Regions from separate parts of the Mus musculus genome. Here regions 1, 3, 4 and 5 are each linked to region 2. The links are chromatin contacts, called in public HiChIP or PLAC-seq and capture Hi-C maps. All regions are on one chromosome and are shown on one strand. The core of a region is the stretch at or near the end of the contact, and the rest is flanking DNA. Distances in the headings are between cores, read along the strand shown.

Region 1 (2,881 bases), core at 12-2,511, 860 kb before region 2:
CTTAAAAAGAGAACTTTCTTTGGAATTTCTTTTATAATAAATATCAATAAAATGGTTGGGGAGTTTGGAAAAAAAATCCATGTTCTTTGGATGTGACTTTCAGGTGAAGTTTTATAAAATTTCTCTGTAGTCTACCATGAGCATTTTTACAATATTCAGAAATAAATTATATCACTTCGCATTATAAATCGTTATTAAAATGATCTGTAGTGTAACTAGCCGGGAACTTAAACATAACTGTAAAAATGGAAATAAAAATCTATTAATGCAATAAACCTACTTAATAAAAGTTACTTTCATATTCAAAAACAAAATATTAAGGCGTGCTTCAGATCTGAAAGTCAAAAATGAAGGAATAAATTAGCCGGGGTTAAGAGCCTTGCAGCAGCTGACTAACAAAGCTCCCGGGGATTATAAAATTTCATGCTCTCGTAATAAAAAGGATAAAGGATCGGCTAGAAGACCACTAAAAGTTCAAATAAATGAACATAAGAGAGAGGAGAAAGTCTGACAAGACGGAGACCGCTAATGTGTGAAGGCTGAAGCGACGGAATTAAAGTGCTGGAGACCGGAATTAAATGCAAAATGAATTCGGGGAGGAGATTAATAGAAAATTATAAAGGTAAATGAGTTCGGTTTCAGGGTTTCAGAAAACTTTAGATATCTCATTATTTTTCTTAGCACTTAAAGAGAGGCAGAGAAAGACAAATTAAAACTGGGCATAAGCCATACTGGAGTGAGTGGGAGAACCGATAATTTCCTTACCTGAAACCGCCCCTCCCCGTATTCCCTAGACTTGACCTTCAGTTATTCAGTACCACAAAACAGCCCCCAGTGTAGCAAGTCCTCCCAGAGTCCTTTGCAGCACACTGGGGCTGTGAATCTAAGTTTTTGTTTAATTATGTGGGAATATATTTAAAAGGAGCCGACTCTATGCCTCTCTCCTTCCATTCTTCCGGATCGTATGATACCTGATGGCAGCGGGTACTTCCAGCAACAGTTTTGGACCACTTGATGGTCATGGGAAGGAAAATTATATGGAGAAATGACAGGGTGGAAGGAGGCTGGGACACTGCTGCTGTGACCCCGGGTTTCCTAGTTCCAGACTTAAAAAACTCCACCCGATGTGATTTTGAGTTACATCCTCCAAGTCAAAGGAGATGTTATTGGAGAGAATTTCTGCCTTCAGACCTGAGCTTCAGTGGCAGAGGCGGGGTTGTGGTGGGGGTGCTGAGGACGTGACCCTACCGTGAACCGAGGCTGATGCCAGAGGCCAAAAGACTGTAAGCCAGAGTCTACTCCAATTAAAATATGCGGGGGCGGGTGGGGTGGTGGTGGTGTGTGGGAGAGGCAGGGGAGGGATGGGGGAGGCGTAGGTGGGGCTGGAGACTGGTGACGGGGGTGGGGGGGTGGGGTGGGTGGGGTGGGTGGGTGGGGGAGTGGGGGTGGGGGTGGGCCAGGGGTTGGCGGTGTCTGAGGCCATGGTTCATTTGGTGAAATATTTGCCTTGCAAGCACAAGGACTAGACTTCCATCCTCAGAACCCATGTGAAAAACCAGGCATGGTGGTGCATGCTTGCAATCCCAGCACTGGGGAGGCAGAGGCAGAAGGACCCCTGGGCTTCCCTGGCTGCCTGCCTAGCTTACATGGAGAATTATAGGTCCGTGAGAGGCTACTTCTCAAGCCAAAGGGGGAAGGCATCTGAGGGATGACCCCCAAAGTTGGCACACAAACACAGAGAAGAAAAAGCCCATTTTTTTTAAAAATTTGAATATGACTTTGCCTAGAGGGAGCGACGTTTTAATTTCCTTATAGATCAGTACGATCAGGTACTTTGAAAAGTTTTTTTGTTTCTTTTTTTTTTTTTCTTTCTTCTTATAGAAAGACAGAGTAAACGTCAATGCTGCTGACCAAGGTGCGCTTCTCTCACTTGTTTATAGGATCTTGAGGGAGGGCGATGGTGTCCCTGTTGGAGAGGGGAAGCAGACGCTGCATGAACTTTGACCCCATCCTGTTGCCGGCTCAGTATCTCCACTGTGCTCCCGCTCTGTCTGTTGAGGCAGGATCTCATGTAGCCCAGGCTGACCTCCAATGTAGCCAAGGATAATTGTGAACCCCCGGTCCTCTTTTCTCTCTCTCCCAAGTGCTGGGATCACAAGGCAGTACCCTCCCCCAGTTTTATTTGATACTGGATAGAATCCAGGGTTTTACACAGGCAATGCAGGGCCCTACCCTTGAACTCCAGCATGCCCTGCCCCCATTTCCTCTTCCTATCTGTCTACCACAGCAGTAGGAAGGTCCGGGACATTTGTTTGCTCTTCAGGAAACACCTCCCATCTTGGCCGTAGAAGGCATTCTTTGCCCTCAATCCAGATTGAATTTCCTTTATCCCGAAAAACTGGTGACTCACGGAAGTGTTTCCAGAGTGAACATGGTTAGAACTTCTCCAGAACCCTTGGGGGAGAGAATCTTCTAGGCTTTCCCTTCTTGTGTTCTCCAGTAAGTCTCCACAGCATGCATGCCTCTGAGCAGCACTGACTCCTCCCGTGGGTTCCAGGGAGTCTGTGATTGCACGCACCAGGCAGCTTTCTAGTTCCTCCTTCCCACCACTCCGCAATGTTTATTCTCTGAGTCGTTAGTCATGTGCTGGGCCATGGAAATACAGCAGTGACTGAAACCTGCAGAAACTGGTTTATTCATGGCTCTGCCAGTTTGCTGATTCTTAACACGCCCTTATGGGGCAGTTGGTTACTACGACTGAATGGTATATTAGAACGATATTGGGGTTATTTAACTGGCCTCAGATTTTATGTAATTTCCACTTCTGATCTCGTAGATATAAACATGCCGGTGAAACTAACAACAGCCAGAAGAACAACTC
Region 2 (2,886 bases), core at 12-2,511:
AGTCACTTGGAAGGGAGTGGTCGGCTCTGAGGATAGGGGGACCCACCCTCACCCCCCGCCCCTTTGCACGAATGAGAGGAGACAGCAAACAGTTAATGGTTTAATCCTTTACAGAAAAAGTCACGGCAGACTCGCGATTCTTGATGGTAATGAAGGTGTCACACATTGTCTAGAGAAAGTTGTGCCTGGCAATCTTCCCTTTTTCGGATGCCTACCCCAGTGACATTTCATCTCACATCCACCTTAATGAAATGCATAATTAACATATTCTAATTGTGCTGAGCGCTGCGATGATTTTGACAGAACTCACTTTCCATGTCTAATTTGATGCTAATTTAATCTGTTCCTCTCCCGCTGACATGACCTTTCTTGATTGAGTTTCACTGAGGAAATTTTTTGATGGATTGATTTATCAGCAGTGCGGAGACAACAAAGGCTCAGGGTGTGTGACAGAAAATAGGAAGGGACCGGCCCTCGAAGCCAGTGCGCTCTGAACTTGCTGGCTGGAATGTCCTCTTCCCAGAGACAGCTTGTCTGATCTACTGATGGAATTTGAGCAATGTGACATTTGTGGGTGGGTTTGATCTTCCGATAAAGACGGTAAATATCTTATTGTGGCTGTAGCATTTTGCACAGAAAGCCCAGGCACCATGGTCGCAGACTCTTCTGTGGATTCATCTCTTCTAGCCTTGATCCCTGGATAAAATGTAGTGTCGGGTAGATTCAACCCACAGGGAAGGTGGCAAGGCAGGAAGACAGTGTCCATCTTAAATTGTCATGAAAAAAAGGCATTTCCACTAGGGCATGGGGCACGGATTCTCTGCTTAGGCTAAAACCTGCCCTTGGATAAGAATTGTGGGTTTTCCTGCAGAGTTCCCCACACCCTAATACATCCAGTTCCAGGTCTGAGTCACGTAGGTCAGGACACAGAGTGAGAGCTGTGAATGTCCTCAATTCTCAGACTCAACTGGCCGAAGGAACATTCGTCTTCCTCAGGCTGCAGACACAAGTCAAAGCCAGACCCCGGGTTCCAGATGACTCACACAGAACAACCCGTGAGCCTGCACGCTATATAAAACTGGCTGGGTTTTTTCCAGCAGATTTTAAGCCTTGGATCTGCATGGTTAGGTCAGAGTGTCTCAGCCAGTTCCTCTGAGGTCATTTCAGGACAGGGGATTCTTTGTTGGAAAGCGGAGGAGTACCCCATTCTTCCGAGGGGGTACCCCCTCCCTCCCAGAGTCATGTCAGCTAAAACTATCTACAAGCTCTCTCTATATCTCCCTATGGCCAAAAGAACCTTCCAACTGAATACCCCTGACATCATAATGTCACATGTGACATCATAATGACACAGCCCCAGCTGGACTCCCTGCCCCTCCTCCTTCTCAATGCCCCGTGTCCCCTCACAGTCTGGCAACCCAAATCCTACCCAAGTGCTTCCCAGCACCTCTTCTGTCAGAGCACAGATGAATACAATGTATGAAGTATTGATTTATCTATGGTCGGTCTCCACTCATTAACCTATGTGCCCCATAAGATTAGGACCTTGTCAGATCTTTTCCTCTCTCTGTTTTGCTTTGCTTAATTAGGGTAAAACACATAGGATACAAAATTAGTCTTTTGGGTTGTATTTTTTGTTGTTTTTGTTTTTTTTTTTTTTTTTTTTTTTTTGAGACAGGGTTTCTCTGTGTAGTCCTGGCTGTCCTGAACTCATTCTGTAGACCAGGCTGGCCTCGAACTCAGAAATCCACCTGCCTCTGCCTCCCAAGTGCTGGGATTAAAGGTGTGCACTGCCACCACCCGGCTAAGAGTGTATGTGTGTGCCCTCAGAGACCAGAAGAGGGTGTTGGCCCTCCTGGATCTGGAGTTACAGGCAATGGTGAGATGCCCAATGTATGTACTGAGAATTTTCCTCTGGTCCTCTGCAAGAGCAGGACATCTCTTAACCACTGAGCCCAATCTTGTTTTAGCCATGTGAAGTGCACATCTACACCACATCCTCATTTCAGAACGTTTTCCTCATCCCTACAGGGAGACACACACGCAACCGACTTCTCCCCTTTGGCCCCCTGGGAACCAGTCATCTCCTCTCTGTGACTGGGAATCTGCCTGTTCAGGACACTTCATACATGCAGAGTCATGCATGTAAGTAGAGTGGCTTTGAGAGAGGATCCACCCAGCGACTCCCTGATAAGCTGAAAATGAATTTGCCACATAACTCAGTCATTCCACTCCAACGTATATATCAAGAAGAATTGAAAGCAGAAACTCTTCAAAACCTTCTTAAAGAATTTAAGCTGTAAAACTGCATACAGTAATAATCATAGGTGTACTGGTCACTGCAGCCGAATGGTACCCACCCCCTGACAACCGCAACGCAAATGTGCTGTGTCCATAAAGGGAAGTGGGGGGCTGATGTGTGCGCCCCAAAGGCAAGCCTTGCCTGTTCTTTCTGCAGTGTGTCTTCATCAGCAAGAACAATGCCAGGCACATAGTAGGTATCCTGTAAATACAGTCTGGACACATGAAAGCTATAAAAAAAAATAAAAATAAAATAAAATAAAACAAAACAAGAAAACCAAGCAAGTAGAATTGTGACTAAGGAAAGACAGCCAGAAAATGCTGGTGGTGACTGTGTTTCTTTCAGTTTATGAAATAGAAAGGGAGGGAGGGAGGGAGGGAGGGAGGGAGGGAGGGAGACGTTAAAAAACAAAGCCAAACTGAAATTGGCCTGTACATGTTTTTCTTTGTAGACTAGCTGGGTGGGAGAGGAGGGCCAGTTTTATGAAGGATACTGAACTTGTATGCTGCGCAGTGGTGTGATGATCTGCCTCATTGTATCCAGTTTTCTTTTTGTTTCTAAGCAGATGAGCTCAGGGTGCCCAC
Region 3 (2,700 bases), core at 182-2,681, 730 kb before region 2:
TGGGTTTTGTTCAGACTTTTCACCTAAAATTAGCATAGTCTGGGGATGGTCCTGTTGAGGGGCTGGAGATGACTTTGTGAGGGTTACAGAGGCTGGAAACACCGTTATGACTGTTAGGGAGGTCTGGGGGAGGGGGCTGGCTGCAGGAGCTCCTCAAGGGAGGGCCCGGCCACTTTTGTGCCTCGAGAGCTTACAAAGTTTACAAAGGGAGTCCACAGCAGGGAAAGCCTGGACTCTCGAGTGGCGTGAATAGCCACCTATGTGTTCAGCGAGTGGCACCTGTGCTTGTGATTATAGTATAGACCGGTGGCAGAAAGGTAGGGCATGAAGCCCCTCCCTGTAGACAAGCGCTGTCTTCCTAAACTGGAAACAAAGTAGAGGGAGGGTCTGAGAACATTCCTGCAGTGTCAACAAATGAGGTGGAAGGTCCAGGGTGTGGAGAGGCGAATCCAGGAATGGCTGCTCCCCGTCCCCAAAGAACTCCTATATAAACACTGCCCTTGTCCAATTCATACCAGGGAGTAGCACTATCAGGTATGGTCCTGTTAGAGGAGGTGTGTCGCTGTGGAGGCAGACCTTTGAGGTCATATGCTCAAGGTATGCTGGTGTGGCAGACAGTCTCCATCTGCTTCCTGCAGGTCAAGACACTGAACTCTCGGCTCCGCCAGAACCAAGTCTGCCTGCATACTGCCGTGCTTCCCCCATGATGGTCATGGACTAAACCTCTGAAGTTGTGAGCCAGTCCCCAATGAAAGATTTTCCTTTATAAGAGTAGTCTTGGTCATGGTGTCTCATCACAGCAATGGAAACCCTGACTAACACAGATGCTTTCTGTTTCCCCATGAAGTGACACGGCGCAGAGTGACATTAATAGAATAAATATGGTAGAACTGGGAGAAGTAGCCCTCATCCCTGACACTCACTGAGGATGGTCCACGGGCGACCCTTCTATATATTCACATGCTCTTGTGGGCAGATGAGAGTGGTGAGGTGAGAGGGGCATAGCCAGACGGAACACTTGTTTCTTCTGGGATATTGTCTCTCCGGTTCTGGCTGGTTGTTGCTGGATCAGCTAGAGAATACTAGCTGCCTTTGTGAGGAACTGCAAGAGATCGAGGAGAAAGCCTTGCCTAGTCGAACCATCTCATCTCCAGGAGGGTTGGGCGCTTACCCAAGTGGAATCCTGGGTAATCTGTTCTCTGGAAGCCCTGCCAGATCTAAAGCTTTATAGTTTTAGGGAAGCTTCATTTTTTGTTTGACTTTTTAGCCTATAATTCTGGGGTGGGGGAAGTAGTTTGTAAAACTCAAATAGATTTTGGCATGAACTTAGCTGAAATTGACTGCCTTCTGTCATGAGTTAATATTAAACAGAGCTTGTCGGTGCCTAAATATTTGTCTTAGGAATACCCACAGACTCCATTTTCATCTGGGCTGAGCTGTAATCTTTGGTCTAATGGCTGCAGGATATAGCACTGGATAAATCATGCTTTCTCCATCAGAAGGATGCCAGGGTGGTTGTCTACAGATGGGAGGATGTGTCGATGGACGCCCGAGTTTTGGCTTGCATCTACTGCAAACAGAGGAACGCCTCTGCAGTGAGCCCATTTGATGGTTAAGCAGTCGCCACCCTAGACAGCTTGATGCTGCTGTGCTCAATCAGGTTCTAAAGATTTCAGATGCTTGCTGTTAATGAACCATTTGCTTAATTGATGGGGCAGGAGGAAAAGGGTTTGCGGAATTGGAGCAGAAACCTGGACAGACTATCGCTCCTAGAGACAACCATCTTCAAGGGCAGGCTGCGGAGACCTTAAAGCAATGAGGGCGTTTCCTGCTCCCCAGTCCTTGCCACCCCTCAGCCTGAGTAACGTGAGTGTTAATGAATGTCTAAGAAAAAAATAGAAGAGGAAAGAAAAACAGTTGGTTTTATAGTTGTTCAGTTTGGGCCCAGTCTCTGAAGATGAAGGTTTCATTGGTACCTTGGTGACACTCTTTTTCAGAGTGTGTCTTACTTCATCTCTCTCTGGGCTCCCCTCCTGAGCTCTTGCGTTTTATTAATTATGGAATTCACCGGCCATCTTAGAAAAATGATTAATGGTACTTCAGAAACATAGAAGTAAATAAGCCAGGTTTCAATATACGATCGTGTAGGCCTGATAGAAACCCCAGGGCGGCCATCTTTTAAGAGGTCTGTGTGAGGAGTTTAACACCAGCCCGTTGCTGCAGTACTTAAAGTCTGGTGGCACTGTGAGTTATCGCCCTGCTGCGGATGGGGTTTTCAATGAATTTGTAATTTGAAAAGTTAAATTAATCCTGAAATATATTATTTGCTGTCTGTTTTTCCACTCAGGAAAGAGATCCCCATGTAAACAGAGCCTCCCTCTCTGGCTGCTGTGAGTGTGAGCTGGCCACAGATACTTGCCGAATTTACAGTGGCTGTTATTTTTCAGAGCACAGACAATCAATTTTTTTTTTATTATTAGGTTTTTTTTTTTTTTTTTTTTTTTTGGAAAAGAGATACCACCACTGTGAAAAAAATATTTTCCAGGAGATTTCTGGTACTTTCATCATGGTTTATGTTGTCCTGAGATGTTCTGCTGAGGACATACTTGCTGCACCCATTGTTGGTCTCCTTACTAGATTGTAAGCTTTGTGAGGCTGGGGATTGCCTTTTAGTTCAGGATACTTTTCCTGCACTGGCCA
Region 4 (2,795 bases), core at 251-2,750, 960 kb before region 2:
TTGCTGTATTATATCTTTATATCTTTCTTTCTTTTCTTCCTTTTTTCTCTCTCTTTTGTGTGTGTGTGTGTGTGTGTGTGTGTGTGGACATTAGGGTGAAGGTCAGAGGGCAATTTGTGGGAGTAGGTTTTCTTCTTCTACCTTGTAGATTCTGGGATAGAACTCAGGCCTTCTTCAGGCTTGATGGCAAGTCTCTTTATCCACTGAGTCATCTCACTAGCCTATACCATATCTTCTACTTCCCCAAAGTTATTTCTTATGGGGCAGTGGGCCGTGCCAGGAAACTTGGTAAGGTAGAGCCGGTCTGAGATCCCTGCACCCAGGTACCCACCTGAGAAGGTAGGCGCTCCTTGCTCCCTCCTAGAGTCCTGGCCCGCAACACGTGACCACACTCCCCATGTTGGTCGTGTAGCCCAGAACAGAGTTCTCCATGCTCATGAGGTACCTAGAGGCCCTAAGGGTTTAACCAATAAGCTTCCCTTCCCAGACATTCCTCCCTGTAAAAGGTATTTATTATCTGGTCCACCCCGAGGAGTTGGCATCATCCATTTCCATGGTGAACAGTTGATAAATGATATGGATAAACAAGGACTGTCTCTTTCATCAGGAACCACCATGGGGAGTATAGAGAAGGCCTTTGCTTACAGAGCCACAGTGACAGAAGGCTACTCTGCACTCCCGGACAACTGCTACCAAGCTGAGGACGATCAATCACCAAAGAGCTAAGCCGGAGCTCCCATTTCCCCAGCCCCGGGCTCATCATCGCCCTCAGCCCATGGCCCTGATTCCATTCCCAACTCTTCATGAGCCAGTGGCGCCTGGGTGTCCATGAGTTTGGGAGCACCCCGTCCCGGACTCATTGCAGGCCTGTGGACCCGAGTGCTTCATTCCCAACTTCTCTGTATGGGTTTTCCGGCCCCAACTGGATGCCTGGGTGTCAGGGAACCCAGCTTCGGCCTCCCACATCTTAGGCTGTGTTTTCTTACCCCCTGAGTGGTGTCTAGGCGCTTCCCTAATGCCTAGCATCTGAGGCAGCAGCGCAGGGTAAATGCAGTCTAGTATGCTTCTTGAGTTTACCTCCCCAGTGGTGCCACCCAGCACCCAAGCAGTGGGGCAGAGCACAGACCCACGTCTGGCACTTCCGCATTCTGCCTGCCCAAGCAGAGTATCCCACACCCCAGTGGCGGGGCGGATGTGGACCCACAATTTCTCACTCTGTGAATGTCTTTTTCTGCATATAATCATCATGAATGTATGCATGTGAATGTGTACGCACATACATGTGGAGGCTGAAGGACAATCTGGTGTGGCTGCTTGTATTGCGAATGCTAATTATGTTCCCCATAAAACTGCAAGGAGCTTCTGGGAACCTGCCCCCAGTTGGTTCTGATTGGTAAATAGAGATGCCAGCAGTCAATAGCTAGGAAGGACAGACAGAGGCGGGATTTTAGGACCCTGCCCCCTCTTGGGACCGGAAGCAGAGAGGAGAAGGAGGAGATCCATCAGGTTGGAAGAGTGTGGAGTGACGCCATGCTTGAGAAGAGAGCAGGACAAAAGAGCACGGCCCTGAGGGTTGCCCAACAGGGTCTAGAGCGGCCAAGATAGAACATAGAATTCAGTAAGTAGAAACTTGGCATTTCTGCCGGGAGGTAGATTCTAACAGCATGGAGGTTAGGCAGTGGCCCAGCTCTTGTGCCATTTAAGGCATATTAACATATAAAGGCTGAGTGTGCGTCTTTGGTCTTTCGTTTGGGAACATTAACCATTGGGGATTGGGGCGAGCAAAACCCGGCCACCAGGATTAATATTTAACGTTACAATGTGGAGTGTCAGCCTCAGGATCATCACCCTCTCATTTGATTCAGGGTCTCTGATGGGCCTAGAGCTCCCCAGTTAGGCTAAACTGACTGCTAGTGAGACCCTGGAGCCTCCTTTCTCCACGTCCCCAGTGTTGGGATTACAAGCATGTGTGAGGCCGTTCCCCCTCTCCCTTCTTTATGGCCGTTTTACTGAGGTGGGGAGGAGGGGAGTTCAGGCTACTGTTTCCCATTGGAGACCTTCTGGCGAGCTTTCTACCCGCTTCAGCATATCTCGTGCTTTCCCTTCTGTCTCACTGATCTGCAGAGCGGCAGAGCACCTTGGCTGAACTGTCTTTGAGGACTTTCATTGGGGCTCCAGCTGAGCACATCACAAGGTCGAAGTTCACCAGTGACGTCAGTGTCAGTCAGTGTCACGGGGCACCGGTCACCAGCCGTTTGGTGTCTGTGGTCCCAAAGGCTCTGGTGTTTGAATCCTTGGGCACCAATTGGTTGTTGGAGGAAGTACATCACTGAGGGTGGGGCTTGGGAGTTTCTAGCCTTCCCTCATTTCCGGTCTGTTTTCTCTGCTTCATGCTTGCATTTGTGGGTATAAGCATGTAGCTTCTAGCTCCTGCCATTATGCCTGCAGCTCCCGGCCATGCCTCCTGCCACAATGGTTTTAACCCTGTGGAACCATGGGCTCAATTTTAAATCTTTCCAATCTAGAGTTACCTTGGTCATGGTGGTTTATTACAGCCATGGGGAAGGAGTAGTTTCTATCCCATTTCCTGTCTCTCAGGAGCCAGGAGAAGAGGGACCTGAACAAGAGAGAGAGAAAGAGAGGAGAGGCTGTGGAGATCTCGAGGACAGATTCAGCTAGCCATGACATGCTGTCTGTGTTGTGGTAGTAATGTTCTGAAAATAATCGTTTTTGTTGTTGATAAAGCCTTCTGTAAAATTTCATGCTGAAGATCCCAGGAGTGAGCATCCAGTTCC
Region 5 (2,700 bases), core at 94-2,593, 560 kb before region 2:
ATTAAAGACACAGAGCTCCTCCCTTTGCCATCTCTCAGTCTGGTAAAAGCTTCCTGCTGTCAGTTTTCTCCAAGCACTCAACAGTCCCTAGTCCTTGAAGGACATCTTGATGCTGTCCCAGCCGCTCGCTGGATTACCTGGTCCTTACATGCAGGAGATGTAGAAGTCTGAAAAGAGACAGTATGGAGAGCAACATAGAGCTGACACTTGGGCCATGTTGTCTGTGTGTGTGTGTGTGCGTGTGTGTGGTGTGAAAAAAGCCAGATGTCACCTCCAGTATTATTCTTCATGCTAACCACTATTTTATGAGACAGAGTTTCTCACTGGGACCTGGGTCTCCCTGGGTAGGACAGACTGACTGACCAGTGAGTCTCAGGGATCAGAGGTCTCTGATTCTACAGTGTTGGGTTAGACCCAGCTTATCTCCATGGCTTTTGGGAATTGAACATGGGTTCTATTGCTTGTGAGGAAGCCCTTTTATCCGCTGCATTAGTTCTGCAGCTTCGTGATCTTTGAGTTTAATGTGATACTTGTTTGCTGTTGATTTAGGCAACTCTAAGGCACAGGACCAGAGCTCAGTGTCTCCACCCCGTAGGTCACGTTTTCAAAGCCGTCACCTTATACATCGATTATACAGATACTGCATTTGATAATACTGCACAAGAGCACAGCCTCTCTGCTCTCCTGGAGCCTCGCACCTTGGTGGGGATGTCTACAAAACCCGATCAAGAATAGACAAGGAGATATTGTGAATTGTGGTCATGGCCCTGGAAGAGGTGAACAGGATGCTGAGAAAACTTGGGGACAGAACAGGAGGCAGAGATGGTTAGAGATGCTGGGTAGTGGAGTTAGACTCTCCATAGGCAAAGAAATGCATTGCAGAAATCCAAAGACCATGTGAAATACAACTACTCAAGTGACAGCCAGAGAAAGCTATAGTCCCCAAACATTTATGTCACAGCAGGCACAGCTGTGACTTGCTTAAAGACAGCAGCAAGAAGACTGAAAACATCCCAGGGGCTTCATGGTGCCAGCGTGTGTGTGTGTGTGTGTGTGTGTGTGTGTGTGTGTGTTCATGCATGTGTTCACACATGTATAGATGTGTGTATGCACGTGTGTACATGTGTTCATGTATGTGTGCATACATGTATAGATGTGTGACTGTGAGTGTATGCATGCACTCGTGTATGCACACACACACACACACACACACACACACACACACACACACACACACGTGCACAGAGGCAGTTTTGTTTTTCCCAGGTCCTCATTCTCCTAATGTCTTCACACAGCTGTCTCACCTGAATGCCATTCGCTAAATGAGGCAGCAGCTTTGGATTCAGGGAAACAAAGGGGATGGTTGTCATAGTAACAGAGGCCACCAGGAACCATGGCAAGCCCCTCCTCCTCCTGTTCTCCTGAATCCCTCTCTCTGGGGAAGGCTCAGAGAGATTCCCTCAGCCACAGGAAGATCCTGCCAGTGGTCCTGCCCTGTGCGGGGCACTTCTCATGCTTTGGGCTCCTTTACCAACCTTCCTATAGCTCAGGAAAGCTACTCCATTCTTGGTTACTAAGGACAGAAGACAGCCATGAGACAGGTTCACAGCTCCAGACCAGACACTCCTTTGGAAATATTTTGCCTTTCTTCCTTGCCTGTTCCTGCCCTGACAATCTCTGGAATATAAAATATACATCAGGATATATTTGAGACACGGTGCCTGACTCTGTTTACCAGGCAAATTTGTAGTGTTCGTTGCCTGCTGTCATAGGAACCCGAAATTCTACCCCTGAGTGTTCACTCTACCCTCTCTTAGGAAGAGTGATTTTTTTTTGAAATATTCATCATGTTCCGATCAATTTGAACAGATCAGGGTATCTGTAAAAAGATAATGCTTGACAGCAAATGAATTGAAGCTCTTTTAATTGGAATGAAGTTCCCTTGTGAGAATTTAATTTTTTTATTGACATTTCCAGGAATCCATCCCAGATAATTCGAGACTTCCTTATGAAATGACAGCCTGTCCTATCTTCTCAGACTTAGAAACGATTCCTATTTTGGGGTGATATGAAAGTCGTTCTTAACTTACACTGTTCCAGCCATCTTGAATGCTGTTCTGGAGTTCCACTTTTCTCTGGCCCGTTGTTTCTTATATTGCCAATCCTGTTTGGGACAGAAGAAAGAGGTTTCAGTTGGGAAAAGATTCTGGAGTCCTTGGAACTGGGTTCTGATGCAAGCCATGCCCGCTCCTGTTTCTCACTGACTGGGGTTGCATCTTAGTCCGCTAGGGCCCTTAATGAGTTTTGGTGGCCTCATCTGTAAATGGAGACAGTATCTATTTCTCACAATTATGGTGGTGATTGAGTCAGGGAATCCAAAGAGCATACCTCTGACCAGGCATTACCCATCACGCAATGATGATGGGCGGGAGCCCATCTTACCTGCCCCACAGGGTTAAAGGCTCCTGAGGGGCAGGGGTCACTAACTTCATTCTTTTTCCCCACTCCTGAGCACATGGCAACACCAGACACAGCTAACATTAAAAAGAATCTTCCATAAAATTACACTAGCTTCATTAGTTCAAGTGATTTCTTTCTTCTTCCGTTGAGAGAAGAAAGGAGGGAAAAGAAAGGTGGGTAATTAAATCTTAGGATGCTCTAAGCTAAGGATGCTGGGTCCACTGCAACTTGAAACTTGAA

The links. HiChIP or PLAC-seq counts read pairs in DNA pulled down with a chosen protein or histone mark. Capture Hi-C pulls out chosen DNA fragments and counts their contacts.
Region 1: an H3K27ac HiChIP or PLAC-seq map of embryonic stem cells shows a contact between it and region 2, with 10 times the contacts expected there. The contact joins the enhancer-like site here to the promoter of AY702102 in region 2. A contact is called at or near these places in 5 of 39 promoter capture datasets (hippocampal neurons, liver, pre-B cells and 1 more), 2 of 115 datasets of contacts at active chromatin or transcription factors (both in embryonic stem cells) and 1 of 9 other capture datasets (embryonic stem cells).
Region 3: a capture Hi-C map of embryonic stem cells shows a contact between it and region 2, with 5 times the contacts expected there. The contact joins the promoter of 9430093N23Rik here to the promoter of AY702102 in region 2. A contact is called at or near these places in 4 of 39 promoter capture datasets (hippocampal neurons, liver and stem cell-derived epiblast-like cells) and 1 of 9 other capture datasets (embryonic stem cells).
Region 4: an H3K27ac HiChIP or PLAC-seq map of differentiating embryonic stem cells shows a contact between it and region 2, with 8 times the contacts expected there. The contact joins the enhancer-like site here to the promoter of AY702102 in region 2. A contact is called at or near these places in 4 of 39 promoter capture datasets (hippocampal neurons, liver and pre-B cells) and 7 of 115 datasets of contacts at active chromatin or transcription factors (craniofacial prominence, differentiating embryonic stem cells, embryonic basal ganglia and 4 more).
Region 5: a contact with region 2 is called in a capture Hi-C map of embryonic stem cells, with 4 times the contacts expected there. The contact joins the promoter of 4930529I22Rik here to the promoter of AY702102 in region 2. A contact is called at or near these places in 3 of 39 promoter capture datasets (hippocampal neurons and liver) and 1 of 9 other capture datasets (embryonic stem cells).

Annotation. Positions count from the first base shown.
Region 1 is chr2:169,099,465-169,102,345 of GRCm38.p6, forward strand. No RefSeq gene overlaps it. Among named protein-coding and RNA genes, the nearest start is that of Gm52536, 22 kb to the left of the region's middle. Within about 2 kb of position 1,262, at least 4 of the 459 cell types and tissues checked have an H3K27ac peak or open chromatin away from gene starts, as enhancers often do. A contact at or near this core is called in embryonic stem cells, where this site is marked.
Region 2 is chr2:169,961,926-169,964,811 of GRCm38.p6, forward strand. AY702102 (cDNA sequence AY702102) reads right to left here and starts at 1,262. Exons shown (of 1, transcript NR_131974.1): 1 at 88-1,262. It also overlaps a transcript of Tshz2 not described here.
Region 3 is chr2:169,233,407-169,236,106 of GRCm38.p6, forward strand. It overlaps 9430093N23Rik (a long non-coding RNA gene), which reads left to right and starts at 1,432. Exons shown (of 2, transcript XR_001783623.1): 1 at 1,432-1,866.
Region 4 is chr2:169,004,536-169,007,330 of GRCm38.p6, forward strand. No RefSeq gene overlaps it. Among named protein-coding and RNA genes, the nearest start is that of Gm33622, 25 kb to the left of the region's middle. Within about 2 kb of position 1,501, at least 17 of the 459 cell types and tissues checked have an H3K27ac peak or open chromatin away from gene starts, as enhancers often do. A contact at or near this core is called in differentiating embryonic stem cells and embryonic stem cells, where this site is marked.
Region 5 is chr2:169,404,113-169,406,812 of GRCm38.p6, forward strand. 4930529I22Rik (RIKEN cDNA 4930529I22 gene) reads right to left here and starts at 1,344. Exons shown (of 3, transcript NR_166086.1): 1 at 1,305-1,344.